Regions from separate parts of the Mus musculus genome. Here all the other regions are linked to region 6. Evidence: chromatin contacts called from public Hi-C, HiChIP or PLAC-seq, Micro-C and promoter capture Hi-C data. All regions are on one chromosome and are shown on one strand. Each heading gives the region's core, a stretch centred on a gene start, on an enhancer-like site or on the middle of the called end of the contact. The rest is flanking DNA. Distances are from core to core; before and after follow the strand shown.

Evidence for each region. Promoter capture Hi-C pulls out the DNA fragments that hold promoters and counts their contacts. Hi-C and Micro-C count contacts between places; a contact is called where the count stands out from the background. HiChIP or PLAC-seq counts read pairs in DNA pulled down with a chosen protein or histone mark.
Region 1: a contact with region 6 is called in a Hi-C map of tail fibroblasts, with 5 times the contacts expected there. The contact joins the enhancer-like site here to the promoter of Efna5 in region 6. A contact is called at or near these places in 8 of 39 promoter capture datasets (the 3T3-L1 cell line, 3T3-L1-derived adipocytes, hippocampal neurons and 3 more), 1 of 15 datasets of contacts at CTCF or cohesin (the NIH/3T3 cell line), 4 of 484 Hi-C or Micro-C datasets (adipose-derived mesenchymal stem cells, brown adipocytes, cranial neural crest and 1 more) and 12 of 115 datasets of contacts at active chromatin or transcription factors (the NIH/3T3 cell line, astrocytes, a colorectal cancer cell line and 8 more).
Region 2: a contact with region 6 is called in a Hi-C map of the N1E-115 cell line, with 10 times the contacts expected there. The contact joins the enhancer-like site here to the promoter of Efna5 in region 6. A contact is called at or near these places in 5 of 39 promoter capture datasets (the 3T3-L1 cell line, the SN4741 cell line, hippocampal neurons and 2 more), 2 of 484 Hi-C or Micro-C datasets (the N1E-115 cell line and liver) and 8 of 115 datasets of contacts at active chromatin or transcription factors (the 230-238 cell line, astrocytes, cardiomyocytes and 5 more).
Region 3: a contact with region 6 is called in an H3K4me3 HiChIP or PLAC-seq map of forebrain, with 5 times the contacts expected there. The contact joins the enhancer-like site here to the promoter of Efna5 in region 6. A contact is called at or near these places in 3 of 39 promoter capture datasets (liver and second pharyngeal arch cranial neural crest), 1 of 15 datasets of contacts at CTCF or cohesin (the NIH/3T3 cell line), 1 of 484 Hi-C or Micro-C datasets (cerebral cortex) and 10 of 115 datasets of contacts at active chromatin or transcription factors (the NIH/3T3 cell line, astrocytes, craniofacial prominence and 7 more).
Region 4: a contact with region 6 is called in a promoter capture Hi-C map of embryonic stem cells, with 4 times the contacts expected there. The contact joins the enhancer-like site here to the promoter of Efna5 in region 6. A contact is called at or near these places in 7 of 39 promoter capture datasets (the 3T3-L1 cell line, the SN4741 cell line, embryonic stem cells and 3 more), 1 of 15 datasets of contacts at CTCF or cohesin (the NIH/3T3 cell line), 1 of 484 Hi-C or Micro-C datasets (embryonic stem cells) and 10 of 115 datasets of contacts at active chromatin or transcription factors (the 230-238 cell line, the NIH/3T3 cell line, T-cell acute lymphoblastic leukemia and 7 more).
Region 5: a contact with region 6 is called in a Micro-C map of embryonic stem cells, with 4 times the contacts expected there. The contact joins the promoter of Fer here to the promoter of Efna5 in region 6. A contact is called at or near these places in 1 of 39 promoter capture datasets (pre-B cells) and 3 of 484 Hi-C or Micro-C datasets (all in embryonic stem cells).
Region 7: an H3K27ac HiChIP or PLAC-seq map of embryonic stem cells shows a contact between it and region 6, with 4 times the contacts expected there. The contact joins the enhancer-like site here to the promoter of Efna5 in region 6. A contact is called at or near these places in 5 of 39 promoter capture datasets (the 3T3-L1 cell line, embryonic stem cells, liver and 2 more), 2 of 484 Hi-C or Micro-C datasets (embryonic fibroblasts and uterus) and 11 of 115 datasets of contacts at active chromatin or transcription factors (the NIH/3T3 cell line, T-cell acute lymphoblastic leukemia, astrocytes and 6 more).

The regions. Positions count from the first base shown.
Region 1 is chr17:62,286,520-62,289,219 of GRCm38.p6, forward strand. No RefSeq gene overlaps it. Among named protein-coding and RNA genes, the nearest start is that of Gm25800, 170 kb to the right of the region's middle. Within about 2 kb of position 1,347, at least 23 of the 459 cell types and tissues checked have an H3K27ac peak or open chromatin away from gene starts, as enhancers often do. A contact at or near this core is called in adipose-derived mesenchymal stem cells and tail fibroblasts, where this site is marked.
Region 2 is chr17:62,154,018-62,156,717 of GRCm38.p6, forward strand. No RefSeq gene overlaps it. Among named protein-coding and RNA genes, the nearest start is that of Gm52291, 94 kb to the left of the region's middle. Within about 2 kb of position 1,409, at least 1 of the 459 cell types and tissues checked has an H3K27ac peak or open chromatin away from gene starts, as enhancers often do. A contact at or near this core is called in the N1E-115 cell line, where this site is marked.
Region 3 is chr17:62,076,497-62,079,196 of GRCm38.p6, forward strand. No RefSeq gene overlaps it. Among named protein-coding and RNA genes, the nearest start is that of Gm52291, 17 kb to the left of the region's middle. Within about 2 kb of position 1,290, at least 15 of the 459 cell types and tissues checked have an H3K27ac peak or open chromatin away from gene starts, as enhancers often do. A contact at or near this core is called in forebrain, where this site is marked.
Region 4 is chr17:62,110,468-62,113,167 of GRCm38.p6, forward strand. No RefSeq gene overlaps it. Among named protein-coding and RNA genes, the nearest start is that of Gm52291, 51 kb to the left of the region's middle. Within about 2 kb of position 1,429, at least 2 of the 459 cell types and tissues checked have an H3K27ac peak or open chromatin away from gene starts, as enhancers often do. A contact at or near this core is called in embryonic stem cells, where this site is marked.
Region 5 is chr17:63,862,628-63,865,327 of GRCm38.p6, forward strand. It overlaps Fer (fer (fms/fps related) protein kinase), which reads left to right and starts at 1,354. Exons shown (of 19, transcript NM_001037997.3): 1 at 1,354-1,428.
Region 6 is chr17:62,879,948-62,882,647 of GRCm38.p6, forward strand. It overlaps Efna5 (ephrin A5), which reads right to left and starts at 1,370. Exons shown (of 5, transcript NM_207654.2): 1 at 1,059-1,370. The coding sequence starts at 1,183.
Region 7 is chr17:62,047,760-62,050,459 of GRCm38.p6, forward strand. No RefSeq gene overlaps it. Among named protein-coding and RNA genes, the nearest start is that of Gm52291, 12 kb to the right of the region's middle. Within about 2 kb of position 1,427, at least 4 of the 459 cell types and tissues checked have an H3K27ac peak or open chromatin away from gene starts, as enhancers often do. A contact at or near this core is called in embryonic stem cells, where this site is marked.

The DNA.
Region 1 (2,700 bases), core at 97-2,596, 590 kb before region 6:
TGCCAACTGACATTCTTGGTTGCTAATCTAAGCCCAAGCCATATGTTCTCCGCATGGGAGACTCCTTCCTGCTCAGGTGGGGAAGCAGACACAATGATCTAATAAGTCTTTTCTGTCTCAATAGGGCAAGGCTTGGGAAAAGTTCCAAACACTGAGAGGTTCTGATGAGACAACGCAAGCTTGGGGTGACTATGTTCTTCATCAATTTTTTTCACTTGCTTTCTTTTTTCCTCCCAAGATCCCCAAACTATGTTTCAATCCTGTCATTACCTGTTTCCTTGTCTCTGTTTAGTCTAGCAGACAGGTCGAAGCTCTGCAAAAAGAATTCAGCATGGGGTGTCTGTGCGGCGTCAAGGACGTCGTAGATGAAAAGCACTAGTTAAGAGCTGCGGGATTGACTTAAGAGGCTCCAAATGCCAAAGCTGTAGCCTCCCAGCCAAAGGAAACACGCTGCCCTACAAAGCCAGGGCCAGCCACTGACTGGTTTATTTCATGATAGTAGTGGATACAAAGTACAGGGTATATGCAAAGATTTTTAAAAGAGGAAAGAAAGAAAGAAAGAAAGAAAGAAAGAAAGAAAGAAAGAAAGAAAGAAAGAAAGAGAGAGAGAGAGAGAGAGAGAGAGAGAAGGAAGGAAGGAGGAAGGAAGGAAGGAAGGAAGGAAGGAAGGAAGGAAGGAAGGAAGAAAGGAAGGAAGGAAATAGGACATGCAAAAGAATGGTCAGAGGAAATCAACGTTAATCAGGGTGGCATAAAAGCAGGAAGGAACAAAAAGAGGAAGGAGCATTTATCGCTTAGGCAAGCTCTTCTCTTCCAGGTCATAAATCGTACAGTTCTCAAACATTAACATGACAATGTCAGGTTCTGAACGAAACCTCCTAGGCACTCTTGTTGTTTTGACAATCACATTAAACAAAAATTAGGCTTTCACTTTCTACAGACTTGATGACACTTTTAATACCACCTTTAATACCACCTTCTCCTTTCATTTCTTAGATATTGAAAGATTTATGCTTAAATAACCCCATGGAGCTAATCAATAGCTACATTCAGAAAAGAGGGACATATTTATAGTCAAACCCGTCAATGTCACAGTGTAGGTCTGAGGAACTAAGTTAGTCTTGTGTTTTATTGAGTTGTCTTTCGTTTTATTTTTTACATTTTGAACTCAGCCTGTATTGCTCTAGCTCAAATACCTGATGCTGCTAAACTACCCCAAATCTCTGAAGAACTATTTCTACATCCACACCATGGCAATTAAAATCTCTGCCAGACAACTGTGTCATGCATGTGTCATCTTAAAGGCATTTTTACAAAGCCATTTATGTCTTCTAAGGAATTTCACTAACTTTATTAGCCTCCAGAACAAGCATGGATTCATACAGTTAATTGGGCCCTGACTGAAGACCATGTGGTCTGGCCTGAAGAAGAATGTATGCATCACTCTTTGGATCTCTGTATTAAAGGTCATCATCTCACCCTCTTGCACTCCTTGGAACAAACAACAGCATGTGAGCATGTCAGATGAGGATGCTGTAGATCACCACAGACGTCACGTCTCTGCATGCTCGAGCCTGTCCAAGGTAGCTTGCCCTCATTATTCATAGCTCTTTCCACCCTGTACAGGTAGCTGCATTTTGCTACCACTTCAAACAACCATACAGTTAACGAGAGCGTTTAATTAGTGTTTTAAGTTCTACACAAACTATCCTGGTGATTCTTGCAGGTAGAGACAGGATGACCATGCTTACACATTATGTTGAGTCTAGGAAAACTGCCACAGACTTCAGAATTGCTGGCCTTCAAGTTTCCAAAAGGAAACTTCAACTGAGATCTCTGTTGCATGTCTAGTGACTTACACCTTTGGATTTGTCTGTGGCTGAGTTCTTTAAGGAGAGCATATATACAGATGTCCACGCATGTATCAATAAAAATTACTTCTACAGTGAATGGGGAGCTCTGAGTATTTATCATAGCACACAAACTTTGCTTTATTCCAGACAGAAGTTTTATACCAGGATTAAAAAAGAAGTAAGATGGACTTAATGCTATATTAAAGTACTTTGCTCCTTCCCAAATTAGTCCTCTTTCTGGAAGATCATGCTGGATAGTTATCCGTGTGATACTTTCATTATAGCAGAATGGCAAAGAATTGTATTAGCTTCAAAGAGAGATGAACTGGAAAGGTCATTTCAGAGATAATGGAATCCATCACAGAGACTGAGGAAAACTGAGGAAGATTCACACAGGATGTCATTTTTTCCACTCTCTGAATTTTTTTTTCTGATTACCTAAAGAAATTTATTCTTTATAAATGAATTCTTGTAAAATTACCTGGAAGCATGCTTTGAGTTTATCTCTTATCTTACTAAAAGGGTATAGGCATTTTGGTCTAAGTGAATCATACAGGGTCATCAAGAGGAACTGAATATTTAACATGGAGCAAAGAGGATTCTCCATCATGCTTGATTTCTAACCATTTATATCCCCAAAATAGCTGTTCTTTTCCAGGCATTAAAGTACCATTTTGTAGGGATGTCCCAATCGCTAAGGGTCTAAAATGACCACAGAGCTCATGGGTTCTACATTTAAGACAAGTTTTAGATTTTGGCAAGCTACCTCAACATTTCCAAATTAAGCGATTTCTCTATCAAAAATTGAAATTATTTTTCCCTTAAAGAATTTTTTTATTTTGTCTAG
Region 2 (2,700 bases), core at 159-2,658, 730 kb before region 6:
AGGTAGGGAAGGAGGCCATGCTTGGATTTTATCAAAACACATTGCACACATACATGGAATTCTCAGACAATAGATTTAAAAATACAGGTTAATAACATTTTCTCTACTTATGTATTCAAAGCAATAATGTCTAGTAGCTCATAAGTCCAGTGTTTCCCGTGTCATCGTACCAATACAGGTAAAACTATAACCAAAGTCCTTTTTCCCCATTATTACCATTTGCAGATCAAGAATTTGATAAAAAACAAACAAACAAACAAACAAAAACCTATTGTACTTTCAACAAACTTTAATGATTAATTAAAAGTCTAATATTCATTTTTATAAGGATACAAAAATTGCATTAGTTGTACAAAATGGAGATTATAATTATTTATCTCAATATAGGCTGTTTATGACTTATCAAGTTACATGGAAAAGGAGGGAGGGATGCTTTTCAGAGAATGTCACAGGAAACACAAGGCAGAAAAAGGGAAAATGATAATCAACAGTTTGAAACACTTATTTTTATAACAAAGTACTACATTAATTTATTAGAGGAAAGAATTTTGTAGCTGAAAAAACACTAAGCTTGGGGAAAAAAGGAAAACTAAATATATCTAAAGAAGTACTTCTTATCTTTGTAGTATATTTCATAATGAAGCATTCTCTTAGACAGTAATACCTCAGCAAGCCCCACTTTTGCTATATTATACCATTAATAAGCACACAATACCAAAGCAAATTTTGAACTAAGGAAAGAACACTGTATTTTATTTCACTTTTTGAAGATTACATACAGAGAATTATCATTTTCATTTTGGTTATTTTCCCAACTGACTTTGGTGTTAAATTCAATTATTTTTTTAAAAAATAATATTAATAACAGCATGACCCAAGAAAGCAATTTTCATCCCAGGAAAAAAAAGTGAGATAGTGGAGATATAAATGACCAATGAGGAACAAGAAAATTGCAAAATGAGGTTTCTGACTCTTTATTTCAGGGATGTACATTCTTTACAATATAAAAGCCATCAGTGCAAGAAGGTATCACTTAGATAAACTATAATTGTTGTTTGAAAACTGTACCAATGGAAAAATATTAGCATCCATTGGACTAGTATCATTCCAATAACCCTCATGACATACTTAGATATATTTGGGGAGGCAGCCTCCTTCTATGGTTGAGTGAGGAAACCACGTGCTGCTAATTCTTCTTCTGTGATTCATTCAATTTAATTTTCCAGTTAGGCATTTATTGAGTCAGTACTGATGTGTACTGAGATAATAGAGGTGCCACTGAAAGGCTCTGTGAAGGGAGAAGGGAAAGCTGAATTTTTAACAGAGTCCTCTCTCTCTCTCTCTCTCTCTCTCTCTCTCTCTCTCTCTCTCTCTCTCTGATTTCTTCATTTTCACTACTCTAGCCAATCAACTAACATATTGTGGTTTTGTTATACCTTCTTACCGATATCTCTTCATTCTGCCAATTACGTCTGGGTCCGTGCTTGTAATTAAAACCATTCTGAGTTTCTTTTAAACCCGCCTGCACAGTAATCAATACTAAATCGTAACCAAAAAAAAGAGACAATATAGGTTGTTAGTGAATTTTTGTCTTTACTTGTACAAATAAGATTAGAAGCATCATGTAGAGTGAGCTGCGGGTACATGACATTTTCCCAATAACTGTTTTTCATTATTTTGAAGTGTGTGGAGAAGCCCTGCCATTCTGGTTCTTCTCAGCCTTAGCTACATGTCACAGAAGAGTCAGCTCTGATGCCTGTCTCTAGAACAGCACAGACTAAGTAAGTTATAAAGAATAGAGATTTATTTCTCACAATTCTGGGGACTGGATGTTCAAGATCACTGCCACAAGGAGAATATCTTGCTAGCTTGTCATCTTGTGTTAGAAGGTAGAGACACAAGGTCACAAGAGAAAAACAACAGGCTGAACTCAGCCACATGCCTCTCTTAAAACACTATCCAGTAATGAAGGTCATTATGAATTAACCAGCCCCGGAAGTCCCTCTGGTAACTTCCTTCTCAACTGGGGTTTAAGTTCCAACATAGGCTATTGGAGGGCTACATTCAAGCAATATCATTGATTCTTTAGCAACTTAATATAAAACGAGTATTTCCCACTTCCTGTTCCTACCAACATAAAGTAACTGATTTCTAAAAAAAAAAAAAAAAAAAAAAAAAAAAAAAAATCAACGTTTCTGGAAATAAAATAAGTTCTTTTGGTATGAATATTGATATTAGTCTGTGAGGATATTAGTCAAGTAATTTTGGTGAGTAGAGTAACAATGATGGTGGGATACATTTTTCCTGTGTCCTTTCTTTTCCAAGCTGTAACCAGATACTCTTTCTGACTCTGTATGGCAAAGGATATCACCATTTTGACAAAAGCTTCAGGCTATAGAGGGAAAAAGATCTGTACCAATTATTCATTCAATAGAGAGCTAGAATCTAAAGTATACAAACAATTTTTAAATACTAACATCAAGGAAACAACCAATTAATAATAGAGCACAGATCCAAGCAAAGAGTTCTTTAAAGACAAACACTAACAGCTGAGAAACACTTGAAGAAACATTTAAACATCCTTGATCATCAGAGAAATGCAAATCAAGACTATTTTGAGGTTTATCATATACCAGTCCCCCCAGAAGAAACCTAGGTTAATAAAATAAATGACATGCTGGAAGAGATGTGTAGTGAGGG
Region 3 (2,700 bases), core at 40-2,539, 800 kb before region 6:
CAGGTTTAAATAAAGATGAGGGAGATATTTCTTCCATATTTGTATGGCTCCCAACCTGGTTTCTGCAAACTTTAAATTCTGCCTTCTGTGAAAAGCATACACTCTAGAAAGAAGTCTTACAGACAGGGCATATGGGATAACACATTGAACCTTGGTTTCTAAAACATAAGAATGATTTTTCAACTTTATAGCAGTAATGTAGCTATTTAATTAACATTTAAGGGAGGGGTCATTGTTTTTTATTTGATGACAAGAGACTGAAAAGAAAATCCCAGGAGAAAATATAACATCACAACACTTAGCTAAACTAAAAGAAAAAAAAAATGGGCATAAGAGAGTAGCATGCGGTCTGCACCGAATCCTATTGAAGGCTGTAATTAGCCCATGCTTTAGTATTTTGCACAATACAATGAAGCACTATTTTACCCAATATATCTTAATTAAAAGCAAAACACAATACAACACAAAGCTACCATCAAAGAGGCGTTATTGGCACTCACATAATACAGAAGATGAGGAAGGATTTTGTTTTCTTTGTTTGGCAAGAAAATTGGAACTAGGCATTCTCTTCTCCACACTTCTCTCAATATAGCAGCATTTGTATACCAAAAGCTGCATTCACACTGTAAATTATATGGATGAAAGCCACAGGGAAAGAGATAGTTTGTTGTTTTATAATTCAATAGTAATAATGCTTGGATTTCTCTGCTTTCTCTTTCACAAAGAAAACAATTATTCAAGGTTTAGTTTTTGCCACAATGGAAGAGTTAGTTGAATATTATCATGTTCGTATTTTATATTTCCTCTTGCTGGGATACATTGATTATTCAATAACATTAAAATACACACCAAAATAATTTTTTGAAAGTTTTAAATTCTGAATACCAAAGAAACCAGAAGAGCCCATTGTAGTCTGTTAATTGTGATTTCCTCCTACAAGGGAAGATGTGGGAAAAGTTCTATTTCATAAATTCCCTCTCCTCTGCAGACAAATTATCTTTATACTATATCAAGAAACAAAAACAGGCAAGATACCTTCAAAAATCGTTTATATTAGCATTTAGAAGGGACTTTTATTCAACTAGATGATACAGCTAAAGAGTAAAAATCAAATCTGTGCTCTACGTAATTTGTATGGAGAAGATCCAATCCTCACAGCCTTGAGAATCAAATGTACAAGAAGCCTCAGCATCATTTACTTCCATATGACAAGATGCTGTTTCTAACACATCTCTCAAGGTTTTACATAACAGCCATGCCTTATCCGCTGAGGAGCAAAATGAACAATAATGCCAGCTGAGACTTTCACACAGCTTGCAGAGTGACTCACTCCACTCTGACAAGGCCTAAGCCGAGCTATCAGGAGCGGCTCGTTTTCATTGCTCTTAAAAAGAGAACGAAGGGAAGGTACCCAGGATCTAACCAAAGCAGTCCAGAGGCGCTGCACACAAAGGAGTAACCAGTGACAACTGAGTTCAATCAAATCCTGCAGGTATCTCCAAAGGGACTCTAGGCACCCAGATGTGTGTTCCAACTCATTTTCTTTCTTCCGTTGTCACCCTACTGCTTCTCTCTGCCTCCCCCCGCCCTCTGTTTTTTCTCTCTCTTTCCGTTCTGTGCTCTCTTTTTCTCTATGTCTCTGTCTGTATCTCTTTGACTCTCTCTCTCTCTGTGTGTCTCTCTGTGTCTTTCTGTCTCTCTTTCTGTCTCTCTCTGTCTCTCTGTCTCTGTCTCTCTCTCTCTCTCTCTCTCTCTCTCTCTCTCTCTCTCTCTCTCTTTCACTCACTACCTGTGTATGCATATGCTCATGTATGTGTGAGGCTCCAGTGTGTCCTTGCAAACATGTGCCACACCATGCATGTGGGCATGGGGGGGAGACAACCTCTGTTGTCCCAGCTCACCATCTGCGTTCTATGAAATGGGGGACTCTTTGTTTTGTTTCATTGTACGCACTAGCCGGTCTGTGAAACTCCAAGGGATTCTCCAGTTACTGCTTCCTGTCTCTGTAGTTCTGAGATTGTGCACCCAGACTCTTAAGTTGGCCATATGTGGGCCCTTCAGATCCACTCACACTTATGTAGCAAGGTTTTATTCACTGAGCTGCCTCCCCGAATCACAAATGAGTTTTCTGTGCTATTAACTTTGCACAGATGCTATCCTTTGTAATACCAATATCTGAAAAATACAACCCAAGTGTTCAAAAAACTCAGAGGCTTATGGGTATTTAGAATCCAAGAAAGTATTGTTTTTTAGATACCATCTACTCATAGAAATGTGCTTTTGTGTGTAATTCTGTGCCCACATAGAATCTACATGCCAGCCTTTCAGTAATTTCTCCATACATAACTACATCACAAATACACCAGGGCAAGAAGAAAATGCCTTCCATAATACACCAGGGCAAGAGGAAAATAATGCCTTCCAGTGAACAGATTGTAAATGATTTTATTTGGATTTATCAGAAGAATGGTGGGAACAATGCCCAAGCTAAGAAATGGGAGGGGGTGTGTTGATAATAAGATAAAATAAGTTTGCAGAGATAGCGAAGAAATTAAAACGAGTTTAATGAGTCAGAAATATAGTCAGACATGCGGTTTTAGTATTGGCAGTGCTAGATGATTCACTGAGGTGTTAGATTTGATTAAAATGGCTAAAATAACAGGACAGATGTTCCCATAGAAATCAATTAGAGCAGCATAT
Region 4 (2,700 bases), core at 179-2,678, 770 kb before region 6:
ATACACATACATATATATAAATGGTTGAATTATGCAATAATATACAATTGTAAAAGTAGTAAATCAGCTCAGCATGAGCTGTATTTTTAAGGTAGAATAAATTAAACCATGTGAGTCCATTTATATGAATTTAAAATATATAAAAATAATACAAAGCCATAGAAATATTTAAAATATAAATTATCACTATTTAAATTATGATTAATAAATTTCATACATTTTCTATGAATCTCTGTTCAGGTAATAGTCTATTTTTTGTTCCATAAATTTTACCAGCTTTCGTTTTCCAAATTCAGATAAAGATTACAATTACATTGCAAAGGGTGGTTTAGAAGAAAGTCACAGGAAGGAAAGGGCCAAGTTCATAATAGTTGTTGATTTGGAGTTTGGGAGAAAGACAGAGAAATAACACCTGACAGAATTGAAATGTTTCTATAGTGCATTCATTGTTTTAAAAACCCTGAAGCAAACTAAACAAAACATTTAATTTGATAACAATGTATAAATCATAATATATGCTATGATACTTTATATACTTTTAAGTCTTATTGAGTCCATATGCAGTCTTATTGAGACTGAAGTAATTCAGATAAGACTATTCTAGAAGGAGTAGGATAGTCCTAGACTTTTAAGTGAAATATATCATAAACAAAAAGAGAAATGGAACGTGTCATAAACAAGAACTTTCATAAGCCATGGGTTAAGGCAGAAAGAGACAGCATGAACATATGTAAATGGACCTTGCCAGACTTACAAGAACTGTAGTGTTGTGAGAGCATTCTAAGACCAAGTGAAGAAAATAGACAACTTCAGACATGTGACTATGGGATTAATACCAGTCCTTGAGTTGACTTTTTAAAAGTATTTAATTTACTGTAAATTAAATTATTTTTAAAGTATTGATAAAAGAAATACATTAGAATACAAAGGGTACAAGTAATCACCTAGAAGGAATTGTAGTAGTCCCAGGTAATAAAAATAAATAAATGTATCATGAAATTGAATATCTTATACTCAACTATGATATGATTGCATATTTATTTTAACATGCAGAGCGCTGCCTCAAAATAAAGGATACCATCTACAGATTTAATGTCTGGTGTGTCTAGATTGGAAACTAAGATCAGAAATAGCCACTGGTTAATGTTTTCTATTCCCTAATCACCAGAGGACTATGTTCAATACAAAGTACTAACTCCACAATTGGCAACTGAGGCAGTGCAATTAGTCACCACAAAGTCCTATCTGTCTTCCATGGACTCCAAAGTAAGTGTGTGCCTGATTTTTATGGTTATTAGATGTAACCTCCCCCTAGCCTGAAGCAGACTGAGCCAGACCTTGACCTTGCTGCCACTAAGGATATTACCTAGGGTGGAGCCTTCCTCCCTAGATCACTCTATTGTTCAGCCACTGCCACTATTCCCCTTCAAGATACTGTTACCTGCTGGGAGGCCAAGGAGCTATTTCGGAGACTACACCCTATCCTGCACATCCTCACCTGCAGCTGGTTCCAGGCTCCAAGGATGAATTGGCAGGAATGGGCCTCCCCCCACCACCTTTATAAGTGCATTTGCCATTAAACATTTGAGCTTTGATCAGGAACCTTGACTTAGCTCCATTTTTCTCTCGACCGCCTAATTCCCCTCTCTTTCAGCTCCCGTCTGCCACTTGGGTGTACCCTGTCCATGTGAGCCACTGGCCGGTTGCAACAATCTGGCGCCCCGAACAGGGACCTGAGGAATGGCAGAAAAAAGCTGGAGGAACGCTGCTTGGTATGGAGCTCCACGGGAAGAAAAAGAAAAGAATCGAATCGGGTTCACGTTGAGAATAAAAGGCTTTGCAATTAGATATCATCATTCCGGTCTTAAGTCAAATATCATCTCCCCTAACAGGTCTTACTAAATCATTACTCTAAGAAATTATCCCACGTATTATTCATTTTGAATGTCTTCCCCCCAAAATTCTAAGTTCCACATGGTCAGGAACATAGTCAAAGACTTTTTTTTTTCTGTACTTAGAAATTAAATTTTTAACAGCTATTCAATATAAGAGTGAATAATTTCAAATGGATATTCAAAGGGAATAAAGTTGATAAAAAGTTTTTACTTCTCTAGGTCCCCTAGAAGGGAAAATAAAAACAGAGGAAAAAACCCTAATAGTATCTTTCAATATGCTTATGGATTCTTCTTGCAAAGAAGCCTAGAATTATATTCAGAGATGTCAAACTTATTACGTATTAAACATCAATATGTATGTTGGCATGCAGTATGGGAATTCCTTATTTGTGCAGTTCATCTCATAAGTTCCAGTGTCATTCTTTGCAATTAATAAATATTTACTACTAACATTGTCTACTTCAAATGCTGAGATGCATATTTAAGGTTCCTCAGGAGACATAAATATTTCATGTTACATATTCTACTGACAAGCACAAAATATGACAACAAAATTCAATGGGTGGAGCACATTATGCATAATCCATCATGTCCTGCGACAAGTGGTACAAAGGAAGCAGATGAGTTCAACATTTATAGGTCAAATATAATCGTCACCATGCACTTAATGTATCTGAAAACCGTTAAATGACTGGAACGGTCAGATATAATCCATGTTTCAAACAAAGCAAACGATGTACATAAAGATGAAATGTTAAATTAACATATGTACATAGATAAGTATGCTTTACAATCATTTCAATAA
Region 5 (2,700 bases), core at 104-2,603, 980 kb after region 6:
GGTTTGTTAGTGGCTTCCCATAGCCTGGCTGAGGTTCATCTAAGGTTTCAAGTGCTCTAACAACGATTCACAACTCTTGTGCATTCCACGTTCTTGAAAAAGATATTCCTGGACCATAAATCTGACAAGAGAACTTTATAATTGTTTTCTGAGAAAAAGGGGGAGAGACTCTCATCCATTTTCAACTGTAAGATATCTGTGTCCTTAAAGTATGTTTTGGTTTCTTGGTCTTTGAAACTGACTTAAGTGAATAACCATTTAGAATTTTAAAAAGTATTAATTCTTCTTTGGCTCTAATCTAACTCAAAGGTTTAAGGGTGGGAGGGGAAATGGAGCTGTCAGACTTGTTGCAGGCGACGAATGTGAATGTGGCTGAGCTCACGTACAAGAGGACACTGCCTTAAAAAGCGTGCTACAGCAATCCCGAGAGTGACGCTCCATGAACACCTATCACAGAGCTCCAGATCACCTACTAAGATCTGTTCAGGTCCACCTTACTCCTGTTTTGTACCAAATTGGCAAAGGAGCGCTTCGGAAAACAGCCCTCACTGGAAGAACACATCAGTTTAGGCCCTCGCTTTCTAGACTTTCCTAGAGGTAAGTACTTTCGAGGGGACCGCTCCCAGGACTCGCGGCTCTCTTTGCAGAGCATCCTCATGTTTCCAGAGAATGTCAGCTCGTTAGCGTCTGACACTGCAGGCACAGGAGCGGGAAAGGCAGTTCTGAGCACACCGCAGAAACGCAAAGCCGATTTAAAGGAATCCACGTTACAGCACACGCAAGCAGAGCGCGGGAAGGTAGAGTTCGCTGCACAGCCAGCTCGGGGTGGGAAGGAGAGCCGGCCCTCGCCGGTCCCCCGCGGGCGCTCCACGTTTCGTCACACCTCCTTTCCGGCAGGGCCGCGGGGCTGACCCTTCCGGGCGGCCTCAGCTTATCACCCGGACAGGCTACTTCCCGGCTTTGGCCCCGCGAGTCTCCGGAGTTTCCTGTCAGGCTCCCTCGGTCTCCGCGCCCATCCCACCGCTCAGGCCGACGGCTGGGCTCGGAGAAGCGGGATCTTCTACGCGAGAGACCGCAAGAACAAGCTTCGACGGGAAACAGCACGCAGGGCGGTGGCCACGGCCCACGCCTCCTCACGCCCGCAACTCCAGCCTCCGCCCACTCGCTGAGCTCCGCCCCTCGCGGGTCCGAGCCAATGGGCCGCGCCCGCCTCCTGGGAGGTTGTAGAAGAGGGGGTTGGGGCCGGTGGCAGCGCCCGCCCCTTGCTCCTTCTCATTGGCTAAACTCTCGGGGTGCCCGGAGACCGGAGTGTAGCGGGATTGGCTGTCGAGCCTCGCAACGGTGGCGCCTATTGGCTGGAGCAGTCCCCGTGACGCCGGGTGGCGACTGGCTCCCGGGTCTGAGGGGCTTCTGCTTGTCAGGTTCTAGGTAGGTGCGTTTCACGCCGCCGTCCGTAGGCACCGTTGCCCGGGGCAACGCCCCGGGAGGTGGGAAGGAGGCCGGAAGGCGAGCGCAGCGCGGGGGTAACCGTTCCCGCCTGCAGGGGGGCGCCGGGCTTTTGGCCCAGCGGACGCGGGCTGTGCGGAGGCGCTTCCTCTGCCCTCAGCCAGCTCGGTCCCCTGCCGGGGCTGCGGGGTCACACTCGCCTCATCCTACCCGCGCGACGGAACGTTCCGGGTTGGGCTTGGGTCCGGGCTGCTCACCCGGCCCGCCAGGCCCGCCCCTCCTACCCGCCCGGGACCCGGAGGCTGAGGGGGCGGTGCCGGCCGTGGCGGGCGCTTGGCCCCGCCCCGTCGCGGGTCGCGGGTGTGCGGGGCGTGGGGCGGGGTTGGGAGCTGCTGCGGTGGGGAGCCCGCACCCTTTCCCTTCTTGCGCTCCTCCGACGCTCGCCCACGGTGCCCACACCCCTTCTGGTCTCCTCACCCGTCGCCGCCCTCTCCTGTGGCACCCAGCCCCGAGAGTTCCCGCAGCCCCTTTCATCAGGACCCTCTGACCCTGTGTCGCCTCGCTTCAGCTTCACGTCCCACTGCCCCTTTGGTTCAGGGCAGCCTTTCAGAAGTCCGGCCCAGGGAGACTTCTGGAGGCATCTGGACTTGTCAGGGGTGATTTTTTCCCTAAGGGCTTTTTAGGGGTCTGAGGTATTTGGAGGCACCTTTGTGTCTTCCTTGGACTCCTCTTAAGATCAGCCCTCCGAAAGGAGTTCATGAGATTAGTTTTGGTAAGAGCTAGGGCTCCTTTGAACAATTAAGTTTCCATGAGGTGGTCGCTTGGAACTCTGTGCATTTGTGATTTTTGTTGGGCATGCCATTGCAATTTCAGTTTGTTCGGGCAGCCTTTCATTTTCAATATCTTATGACGTAAGAGCAATGAGGCTTTTGATACTTTTACTTCGGAAGAAGCTGTATATATTCACAATGGTCTCACGGTCACCCTAACATATGCTACTCCAACATGTACAGGAGTTTTCAGGCATTTTTCAGAAAGAACCTTCTCAACCTGAAGTCACCGTATATAAACGTCTGATGTCAGAGAATCTAAAGATAAGGCCCACAGTATTTTAGTGGTTAACATCTAAAAAATACTTTGCAGTCCATCTGTGAAATAAGAACAGGTTTAAAGGAAAAGTATTGCAAAATACATGGTGTGGTTTAGGGACTATTTATATACACACCTGTGTAGGCTTTATAATGGTGTGTGGAA
Region 6 (2,700 bases), core at 120-2,619:
CAGAAAGGGTCTGCCTGGTGCTGTGGACGACCCTCCTCCCCTCTCCGGGGTCCAGGATCGCAGGGTGGCTGCGGCAAGCTAGGGCCCAGAGCGTGCGCTAAGGAAGTCCCCGGCGCCCGCTTCCAGCCTCCCGCCAAGCCCGCAGGCTTTGGGGTCGCCTAGACGCTGTCGCAGGTAACCACGCGCGTCCCTCCAGCTGCACAGCGCCAGGCCCCGGGGCGAAGGCTCCCACCTTCCGGCTTGCCAACTCCAGCGGCTCGCTCTGCACTCGTGACGTAACCCGGCATTCGATCAAACTTTCTGGCACCTTAAGCCCACTGGGGGGGAAAGGAGGGTGCCCGAGCTGGGAGAATCCTTTCCAGGGCCAAGCGCGATGGGCCTAGACCGACTTGGCGGTGTGTGTGTGGGGGGGGGGGGGGTCACCTAACAGTTATCTCGCAGTTAAAAAGAACATTAAACCCTAAAGCTTCCGCTTTCCACTCACCCATCCCTCCAACCCCCCTTTGCTTCCCTCTAACCGGTACGCGCTCTCTCTATGCGCGCAAGGAGGTAAAAGAAGGCATTATGTTTAAGTAAAAATTTTAAAATTAAAAAAAAAAGAAAACTTTGATGCTATCTATCAGGATCCCGGCCTCAGCCCCGCGCCCCCCAGGCTCCAGGGAGGACCTCTTGGCAGTACGCACCCGAGGCTACCAGCACCCAAGCTCTAAGCCGGGATCCGGAGGTGCGGGCCAATCTCCCCGACTGGGAAGCGATGGCCCGGGTCCGGGGCTCCCGCCCATTCCCGTGTCTTCCCCGCACCCGGTCGGAGGCAGCGGCTCCGCGCAGCCCTGGGGATTGCTAGCAGCCGCCGGCCCTGCCGCCCTGGCTTAACAAAGAGCGGCGCGGAGCGAGCGCTTCCCGCCGGCGCCGGGCGGCCAGCGGCGTCTGGCGACGCAGGCTCCGAGGGCGCGCGCTGCCTGCGGCTGGTGCGCGCCGCTCCCGGCCGCCGTGTCCCCTGCTCCCGGCCCAGGCCCGCGGAGCCCGAGCTTTTGGCGCCCCCGCCCCGGCCACCTTACCTGGGGTTGCTGCTGTTCCAGTAGACGGCGTAGCGGTCGGCGACGACTTTGGAGCCCGGGTCCTGGCTGAACACACACATCCAGAGCACCAGAAAGAGCAGCGTCAACATCTCCACGTGCAACATCACGCCTAGCCAGCGGCGGAGCCCCCGACGCGCCACTCCGGGGAGAGATCGGGGATCCAGGGGGAGGGAGGGAGAGGGGCAGACGAAGAGAGCGGACGCCAAATAAATAGGAATAAATACGATGAAGGGGCGAGAGGCGCGCGGCGAGCGCGGGAGGAAGAGGAAGAGGAGAGAGAGAAGAAGGAGGCAGTGGCTGGGGCGGGGGGACAAACTCGCACCCCCACTGAAGGGCTCGGGAGGGGAGAAGAATCACAAGACGGAGAGACGCGTGCGTGTGTGCGGTGGCGGCGGCGAGGGCGGGGGTAGGGGTGCGGAGCTGTGTCTCGGGCGGCGGCTGCAAGCCGGTCACCCCGGGAGAGGGAGGTGCGTGCGGGGCCGGGCGGCGGCAGCGCGGGTCGGGGCAGGCGGCGGCGCGCGCTGCACAGTCACGGGGAGTTGAGCGCCGCGGCTGCGGGGAGACATACACCGGCCCGCCGGGCCCGGCTCAGTGTCGGCGCCGCGGTCTGCACGGGCTTCCTCCGCCGCGCTGGGCCCTCACCGTGCGCCCCGCTTTGTTCCAAGTTACTTTGGCGGCCGGAGAGAAACTGCAGGAGGAGGGCGCTGTGTGGAGGGGGGCGGGGGGGGGGGCGTCCTCACACTGGTGTCCCCAGGAGGCTGGAAGCAGTCCGGAGCCTCCCTTCTGTGCCTTGGCCAGGCGACCCCCCGCAAGGCTCGCAGGAGTCCTGTGGACTGCGGTACCCGGAGGTGCGCAGAGAAGAGTGGCGATCTGGATCCGCAAGCCCGGCTCTGCCGGAGTCCTGGAACTGCCCAAAGCCGCAGCCGAGCGCTCAGGCGAGGAGAGGAGGAGCGGGTCTTGCTTCGGAAAAGGCTCCAAGAAAAGTTTGGCTCTTCACGTCTTCCAGCAGGTCCCCAAAGGAGTCCGACCGCAGAGGCAGAGCGAGATGGCACCCCCGGGCGCTGGCTGAGTCGGGGATTTCTCCTGCTAGCTTGTCTTGGCCGGGTGTGGGTGCCGCGGAGTGAATGAAGAGCAGAGGTTGTGAACCAGCCAGCCAGGCGGGGCCGGGATGCCCAAACCTGCAGGGCGACGCCAAGCCAACTGCCGGGCTGAGAAGCGAGAGGGGAAACAATCACTTTCGGATGGAGCCCTCCAAGTCCGGGATGGGCTGATGACAGTCTCCGTTCGCCTTCCGGGAGAGAGGCTGAACCCCCGCACGGCGTGCCCAGAGCCCCGGGGGGGAGCTCTCAGAAGTGTCCCTGGGACTCGGACCTCTCCGGCCCCAACCCCAGCAACTTGTAGAGATTCATCAATCAGTTTGAAACCGGGAGGGAAAAAGGGAGAGGGAGCACACGCGAGCTGCTGGCACCTCCCCGATGACTACATCAGAAAACCTTCCCGATCCGGAGCTGCCTCCTCCTTCCCTCCTTAGGCACAGCAGTAACGAGAGGTGAAAGCCACCGACCGAATCCTAAAACCTCTGCCCAGGCGGGAAAATAAACTTGAGTGCAGCGGCGCGAGC
Region 7 (2,700 bases), core at 177-2,676, 830 kb before region 6:
TGTGATGATTAAGACATAGAACATATATTTGCTATAAGACTGAATAGTTTAAGTCAAATTAAAGAAAAAGAGAACTACATAAGACATGATCTTGTTAATTCATCCAAAAATATTTGAGAAATACATTTTTATTTGAATAAATTGGAATAATTTACCACCTGAGGTTTACGTGGTTTATAAACTCAAAGATATTTCCTATGTGTCAATACCAACATCAACTATCTCAATAATAATAAAGAAACTTCTGAGATAAACCAAATCTCTATCTCCCCAAACAGTACCTTTAAAATTCCTCAGAGACAGATCTTAATGAGTCATCTTCACAATGATTTCCAGGTGCTTTCCCTGCAAACATAGAAAGTAAATCAAGAAAATATGCTCTGATATCCCCAACTCGAACTTTAAAATGTTCAATATACTCAAGCATTATTGAAATGCAGCTTTTACTTAATTGCTTAGAAAAACTTTTCAAACCAGATATTTGAAAATCTACAATGTCTCCTGATTTTAAAATCACAAATGATCAGCATCCATATAGAAAAAAAACAAAACAAACAAACAAACAAACAAAAACCCAAAAGCATTCTCTGCATAAATAGGACAAAGGCAAGGGTGTTCCCTCTGAACTGTTACTCATTACAGTGTTTGATATTTCAACCAGAGAAACCAGGGGACAACCAGGAATACCATACCGGTGGGGGAGGTGGGTCACAAATAGGATAGGAGGAATCTGAATCTTGGTGTTCAGAGAACACTGATCCAACTGTGCGTACAGAATCCTAGGTTCCAGCCAGAGAATCTCAACTGAGAAATTCAATAAAGCAAAATACACCCCCGACATACAAAACCCAGTAGGTTTCTACACACTGGCACTGAATTCCCTCAAAATGTGATTAAAAAAAAATAATAATAAAATAAAAAAAATCAAAACAAAACGACAACAACAAAAGTCAGCCCCATTCATAATGGCCTTAAAAAATTAAACAAACAAATGAAAAACTAATAGCAACAACAAAGTTAAGACCTTTGATACACTTAACTAGGAAAAGAAAACAGTGCAATAAAAAGCAGAAAGCCTCAAAGAGTGAAGTTAAATGAGTCATTTCCTGGAAGGCAGAAAGAACACTCTTGTCCATGGATAGAGAGAATTTAAATTTGTTTAAAATGCCCAGATGACTAAAATTTTTCTATATATTAAGCAAAGCTTTAAAAAACATCAACGGCACTCTAACAGAACTGAAGAATATATTTCTGAGATTCATATGCAAACACAGAAGACCCCTCACAGTTGAATTATCCTTAAGCAAGGGGACAGTGCCAGAAGTCTGACAACAACCCATTTAAAATATACTATGGAGTCATAGTGAGCAGTCTGGTATTAGCATGAAAACGGGCCAATGTAAAAGAAATGGAGCTCTCAGACAGAAATCTGCATACCTACAGGCAACTAATTCAGACAATGGTACCCAGAACACACACTGGAGGAAATGCAGTCTACTAAAACAATGCTCTGAAAACTGGGTATCCACATGAGAAGACTGGGGATCGATTCCAACAATTCAATGCGTACAGAAAACAATCCAAATGAATCAAACATGTTTAATAAAAACTTTAAAGTGCTATACTAAAGTAGGAGATATACATTAAAATGTGACATGTAACACCTTTCTCAATTGGACACAAATATTATAAGAACTGGGGGAGATGGGAGGTGGAGGGACAACTGGAAAGCATGGAGGGGGAAGGAAAACTGGGCAGGATGTCATGTATGAGAGAAGAATAAACTCAAAGAATGAATAGTAACCTTTGATATACATGACTACATCAATACAAAAACCTTCAGCACCAGAAAATAATCAGTTGAACACAAGATATCCTGCAGAATTAGACAACTGTCTTTGCAGCCCATTTTTGGATAAAAATATTATTCAGAATATATTAAGAACTCAAAAAATTAATTCAGTTAATACATAAAAAATGATTTGAAAAGTTCTTAAAAGATGTTCTAATTGCCAAGAAGTTTATGAAAAGTAAATCTTCCACACCTTTACATATTTAAGACCATGAGATTTAGAGCCAGAGGGAGACTCCATCTCACACCAGAGTAATTTAAATAAGATGTCCTGCATACTCTCAGGCCTTTGAATTTTTGGTTCACAGTTGTTAAAGATATTTGGGAGGTTTGAGAGGAGTGGTCTTGTTGGAGGAATTATGTCACTGGGGATAAGCTTTGCCAGGTTAAAGACTCACTCGGGGCATTTTGAATTGGCTCCCAGCTGCTACTCCAAGCACACCACCTTCACAGTGATGCCATCATGGATTCTAATCCATGAGAAACATAAGACCAAATGCACTTGTTTTCAATAAGTACCCTTGCTTTTATCACAGCCATAGGAAAATAATCAAGATATGGCTCAGTCAAAATGACCATTATTAAATAAAATATAACAAAAGCAGGTAAATGTATGAACAGAAAGAAAAGGAAACCATTGCTTGGGAATGTAAATTAGTAAAACCACCAGGGAAATTAGGAAGTTCCCAAAACCCAGTAACAAAGCAGTGACCCTGAGATCCAGCTAGACCACTCCTAACAATCTGTATAAAGGAATCCTAATCAATGTGTATCCAAGATATTATCAACATACTCGTTTACTAAAATCTACTCACAACAGTGAAGGTGCCCTCAATGGATGTTACTCA